2 separate regions of the Sus scrofa genome follow, and region 1 is linked to region 2. A link is a contact called in public Hi-C data. All regions are on one chromosome and are shown on one strand. The core of a region is the stretch at or near the end of the contact, and the rest is flanking DNA. Distances in the headings are between cores, read along the strand shown.

The links. A called contact is a pair of places that touch in the nucleus more often than the background predicts.
Region 1: a Hi-C map of embryonic fibroblasts shows a contact between it and region 2, with 2.1 times the contacts expected there. The contact joins the promoter of CBS here to the promoter of NDUFV3 in region 2. A contact is called at or near these places in 1 of 5 promoter capture datasets (liver) and 4 of 47 Hi-C or Micro-C datasets (embryonic fibroblasts, fetal liver, liver and 1 more).

The regions. Positions count from the first base shown.
Region 1 is chr13:206,229,970-206,232,669 of Sscrofa11.1, reverse strand. CBS (cystathionine beta-synthase) reads left to right here and starts at 1,307. Exons shown (of 16, transcript XM_021071046.1): 1 at 1,307-1,445.
Region 2 is chr13:206,109,918-206,112,665 of Sscrofa11.1, reverse strand. It overlaps NDUFV3 (NADH dehydrogenase [ubiquinone] flavoprotein 3, mitochondrial), which reads right to left and starts at 1,329. Exons shown (of 3, transcript XM_021071042.1): 1 at 1,190-1,329. The coding sequence starts at 1,237. LOC106505505 (a long non-coding RNA gene) reads left to right here and starts at 1,421. Exons shown (of 3, transcript XR_001299987.2): 1 at 1,421-2,728.

The sequences.
Region 1 (2,700 bases), core at 58-2,557, 120 kb before region 2:
TTCCCGGGCTAGGAGTTGAATCAGAGCTGCATTTGCCAGTCTGCGCCACAGCCACAGCCACACCAGATCCAAGCCACATCTGCTACCTACCCTGCAGCTTGGAGGAACACCGGATCCTTAACCCACTGAGCAAGGAGTGAGGCCAGGGACGGAACCCCCATCCAGTGGAGACTATGTCTGGTTCTTAACCGGCTGAGCCACAATAGGAACTCCTCACTGACGGAAGTTTTCAATAAAGCGCTGTCTTGTTGAGGCCGCTCCCCTAGCACAGGCACTCCTGTTTCCCTGCAGTGCCCAGTGCAGTGCTGGCACGTGGCCGGAGCTCTAATTAGTTGGGTGCTGGGCAAAGTAACTCCGTCCTCTGTTCAAGCCGGGGCCCCGCCCCTGACTTAGTCACAAGGGTCAGGGACTCTCCATGCAGCTCGGAACCTCAAGAGGTAGACAGGCTCTTTAAAAGTCAGGAGCACTCAGTTTGGAATATTTTTTATTAGTGGTGGCCTTCCTAGCGGTCAGAGCCTTCCTGGCTGTCAGCCTTTGGTGCCCCATGGCCAGGGAGAGCCCGCTGGCGGCCGGCCAGCCGCTTTGTGGCTTCTGGCCAAGTCCACGTGCTCTCAGGTTCCATCCCTGATGGGAACGGCCACCGGGCTGGGCAGACGGGGGTCCAGGGCGGAAGCACTGTATATGCTGGGTCCTCGGACCCTGAGGGGGAGGAAAGAACCGCATGGTGGATCCCAAGCCCGGGTGCTGTGCGCGCAGGCCCACGGCTTTCAGGCTCTGGGGTCCTGCGACCAGAAAGAACCGCGTCAGGCGGTCGCAGGACCAGGGCCGGCATGAGGGGACGCGGCAGGTGAGATGTGCGCTGAGGCCCATCCTCAGGGCCTCCCGACCGCACGTTTGTAACTCAGCAATGCGTCCTCATTACTCCCCGCAGAGCAAGGCGTTACCCTGGTGGACACTGGGTACAGAGCGTTCTGCACACAGAAGCGCGGCTCTGATTGGGGTCGTGTCGCGGGGCGGGGGGAGGGGGCAGGGGAGAGAGAGAGGGTAGGGGGCAGGCCGCGCGGGCGGGGGTCCGGGGAGCGGAGGGGACAGGGGCCAAGGGCGCCTGGTTGCGTCAAGAGAGATTAAGGGATGGGGGTGGGGTCCTGACCCGAGGTGAGGCTTTGGGGGCGGGGTGGGGGCGGGGCGCTGAGGGCGGGGCGGGTTGGGGGGGCGAGGGGGCGGGGACGAGGGAGGTGGCGGCCCGGCAATCCGCAACTTGGGATTGGCCAGCTGCCGGCCCCCGCCCCCCTCCTCTCGGCCAATCGCCTCCCTCCCACTCTGGCCGCCGGGTCCCCAGGGAGCCGGCCAGCCCCTGGTCTGGTCTCGAAGTCGCAGCTTTCCGGGTCACTGCTCGCCGCTCTCAGAGGCGCCCAGCCTGCTGCTCTTCCCCGGTCTCGGTCCAGGTGAGCACCTGCCGGACCGAGACTGAACCTACCCTTAGGCGGAGAGATCCGACTAGCGTCCAGGAGGGGGTCCCTGCCGCCCCAGCCCCTCGGCCTGGGTTGCATCATCTTGCACGCGCCCGCGGCGGACCTGGGCCAGCGCCCCGCGCGTCCCGCTTCCCCAACCCTCCCCTTACGGCGAGTCCGGACCATCCTGAAGCTGGCGATTCCGCGCCCACGTGGCCCAGGACCCCCGATCCAACTCCCGCGGCTGCGGATGGACCGCAGGGGGCGTGAGGGGCGGAGTGTTGCGCTGAGACCCCGGGAGGGAACTTTTGGAAGAGGCGCTCTGATGGTGCCGTCATTGATTTTTTTCGCTGCGTTTTGGCTGGGAAATGATTGTTTGGCAAATTACTGGCCTCCACCAGTTGTGTGTCGTGGGCGGGGGGGGGGGAACGTGTAAATATCGATGTAATTGCGCAGGATGCACGGGAGGTGGCCGCCCGCGGGGGGAGGGGGCCCTGACCCCAGCCCAAACCAGGAGGGTGGAAGAGAGTGACCTGCGACCCCAGCTTCGAGCCTAAGGTTGGCCGGATGGCTAGTCCGGAGACGGGGGAGGGTGAGTGGGGGAGGGGCGTGAGCGCAAAACAGCCTCCCACAGGATTACCTGGGGGTGTTTATCCCAAACTCTGTCCCCAAATGCCCCTCCCGAAGGCCGGTGACCGGGCCGCCTCCAAGTCCACCGTAGGGTCTCGATTTCCCGCCCTGACAACTCACATCGAAAGAGGAGTTTCCTACCGTCGGTACTCTCGGCCCTAACTGGCCCTCTTGGGCCGACTGGTGCCGTGTGCAGGGTGCCTGGGGGGCTAGGGGTCGTGACCCCCAGGAGGGTTCTGTGGTTTGAGGTGCTGCGGGAGCCAGCAGGGCGGCGTCAGGTAGCCCGCCTCCCCGGAACCAACGTCCATCGGCGCACAGGGCTCTGTGCCCGAGGGGAGCTGTGCCAGGGCCAGCGGGGCTGAGCCGGGCGGTGCCAGGAGAAGCCCGCCGATTGGAACTCAAGTCATCAAGCGAGCGACCCGCCTAGTGCCTGTGGGTTCTTCGGAGACTAGGTCGCTTTCAATCTTTGTTCCTGGCGGTCCTTACTTTTTGGGAGATTGCTCCAGGTGAGGCAAGTCGCCACATAGGAGGCGCGGGGCTGCCCGCGTGTTCGGGCTGCTTTGCGTGGTATTCTGGCCCGTCTCGCAGCTGAGTGCGTGCCCACCTGGCCAGGGCGCTG
Region 2 (2,748 bases), core at 80-2,579:
TTTTTCCAACCAGACTTTTACCTGAGCACACTTTCTTGTAATCTCCAATTAACTACCGACCTACAAAATACCGATTCATTTTGTAAAATGTTTTCCTGTGCTTAAATAGAAGCACTATCTACCCATTAAAAACAAGGTAGATGAATAGCAGTGGTTTCAACACTGTCTACCATCTATGGTAAGTGGAAAACATTGCATAGCACATTAACTCACTCAGCACATATTTACCAAGGCCTACTGTGTGCTGGGTCCTATTCCAGTGCTGGACACAGAGCAGAGGCGCTTACAGCACACAGGTGAAGGTGAAACGTTTGCTTCTTATGCTTATGACAGAAGCATGTGTGTATATGTTTACATGACAGCTTAAAAAACTAGGTGAGTAGGGTAAGTAGTGGACTCTCGGACAAGAGATGTCGTCCACCTTTTGCACTTGATTTTGCAACCATTAGCTTTTGCTTTTGTAACAAGAGCCCCTTCTAATTTTAAACAGAGTGAAGGGGACTTGGCTTTTTCTACATGGAGAAAGGAAGCCTTTCTTTCTCCAAAGACCAGCCTAGAGTTCCTGTCCTGCCGCAGTGGAAACGAATCTCACTGGTATCCATGAGGACGCAGGTTCCATCCCTGGCCTCGCTCAGTGGGCTAAGGATCCGGCGTGGCCCTGAGCTGTGGTGTAGGTCGCAGACGCGGCTCAGATCCCGCGTTGCTGGGGGTGTGCTGTAGGCCGGCGGCTACAGCTCCGACTGGACCCCTAGCCTGGGAACCTCCATATGCCGCGGATGCGGCCCTAAAAATACCAAAAAAAAAAAAAAAAAAAAAAAAAAAAAAAAAGGACCAGCCTGGTCCTTCTTGTGGCTGCCAAGTAAGCTACCCGGCCAACCAAGCGCCTGAAAATTCCCTCATTTCCTCTCGAGTTAAATAAGCAATAAAGACACTGTCCTCAACGGTTCTAACGCTGATCGGGCGGGACCTCTGCGGCCCCACACCTGTCCGTGGCCTGGACAGCACACCGGGGGCTGCAATGACCCAGGCCACGCCCCGGGCCCGGCCCCCCATTCCCCGCACCCAGCGCCCTCTCCTCGGCCAGGGAAGCGAGGTCAGGGCGTCCCGGGACGGCCGGAGTGACCGTCAGGGCCGCAGGCTCGCCCCGGCGCTCCACGGGCTCCCGGCCGCCGGCTCGGCACCGCTTTACCTTCAGCGCCCTGGCCCGTCCTTGCCGCAGCAGAAGCGAGGCCGCCATGGCTGTGACTCCTACGCGCCCGCCCGGAGCCGCGCCGGGAGGGCGGAGGTCGCCCCGGACTGACGCGTGGCGGCCCGCCCCCTTGAAGGAGGAGGCCAATCACAGGCAGGGACGGCGAGGGGCGGGGCAGCGGCCGCTGCGCGCGCACCACACCCGAGGTCCTGCGCGCGCAACCGGGCCGCCTCCCCGCGCCGCGCCTCGAAGCCACGCCCCCGGGAAGAGCCGCCAGGCGCAGGCGGGTTGTTCTTTCTGACCCGGGTGACCCTTGGGCCTGGGCGCGGGGACACCGAGGTGGGTGTGGCGGGTGCCATTGTCGCTCTCCGACCGCATGGTTCCCTGTGGTCGTCCAGCAGGGCAGGTGGCGCCGTGGACCGCGCTAGTCTCTTAGCTGGGCAGTTCAGAAATGCAAGCTTTATTTTACCTGAGGGTTTATTGCTTGCAGTGCAATGACTCCCCCAAGTTAGATATAAACATGGCGTAGGTGTGGTTAGCCTTTCTTCTCCATATTTATATATATATATTTATGGCCACACCTTCGGCATATGGAAGTTCCCCAGGCCGGGGACTGAATCCCAGCCGCAGCGGTGGCAATGCCGGATCTTTAACCCACTGCTCCTGGCAGAGGATCCACCCTGCACCATGCAGGACCCCAGCCGCTACAGGGGACCCTTAACCCACTGTGCCCCAGCGGTAACTCCCCTCTAACTATTGATCCTGCCTTCTCACCACGGCCACTGCTGGATTCGGAGGAGCCTGTCCACACCTCAACTCCATCCGGGAGAGTCCCTCCACCTTGGCTAAGGCTGGAGATTCATTCTGGTCACAAGATACATGGGCAAAACAGATTCCCCCATGAAATTGTGCCCCAAAGGATTTAAAAAAAAAAAAAGTCATATAAGATTAACAGAAGCTTCTGTTAGGTGACTAACAGAAATTCTTGAGCTTCCCTAATAAAACAGCAGCTGAGGGAACAGCTGGCCAGAAACTAACCGGCTTTTAACCTGCCTTCACTGACCAAACTCAACTTAATTACTTTGGACCCCTTAACACACCTCCCCCCATAGATAACCCTGTGACCTATAGTGACAGAGGCTTTAGTGGTTTTCCCAGAGTTGGGAGTGGGCTTCTGTCAGGTTCAAGCCAGCTCAGACTGGTTGGAATCACCAAGACCGAAACCGGGCCTGTGCCATTTGTCGTTGGAGCTAAGAGGGCTGAAGACTCCAAACTCAGATCATGCTAAGGGCTTCCATTTTTGATGTGGCTCCCATGAGGAGTCGTGTGACTCAGCCTTTCCCTGCCTGCAACCTCCTTTCCCCGCACCTAAGACCACCTGCTTCCTCGTCCCATCGTCATCGCAAGCCCGTCACCTTTGGGGAAGTGGATTTCGGATTTGTTCTCCCATCTCCTCAATGGACAGTCGCCTTGCGAATAAACCCTCCCTCTGATGCACACCTCGGGGTCTCAGCGTGTGGTTTGCTGCACGTTGGGCAGGTGAGCCTAGTTCAGTAACA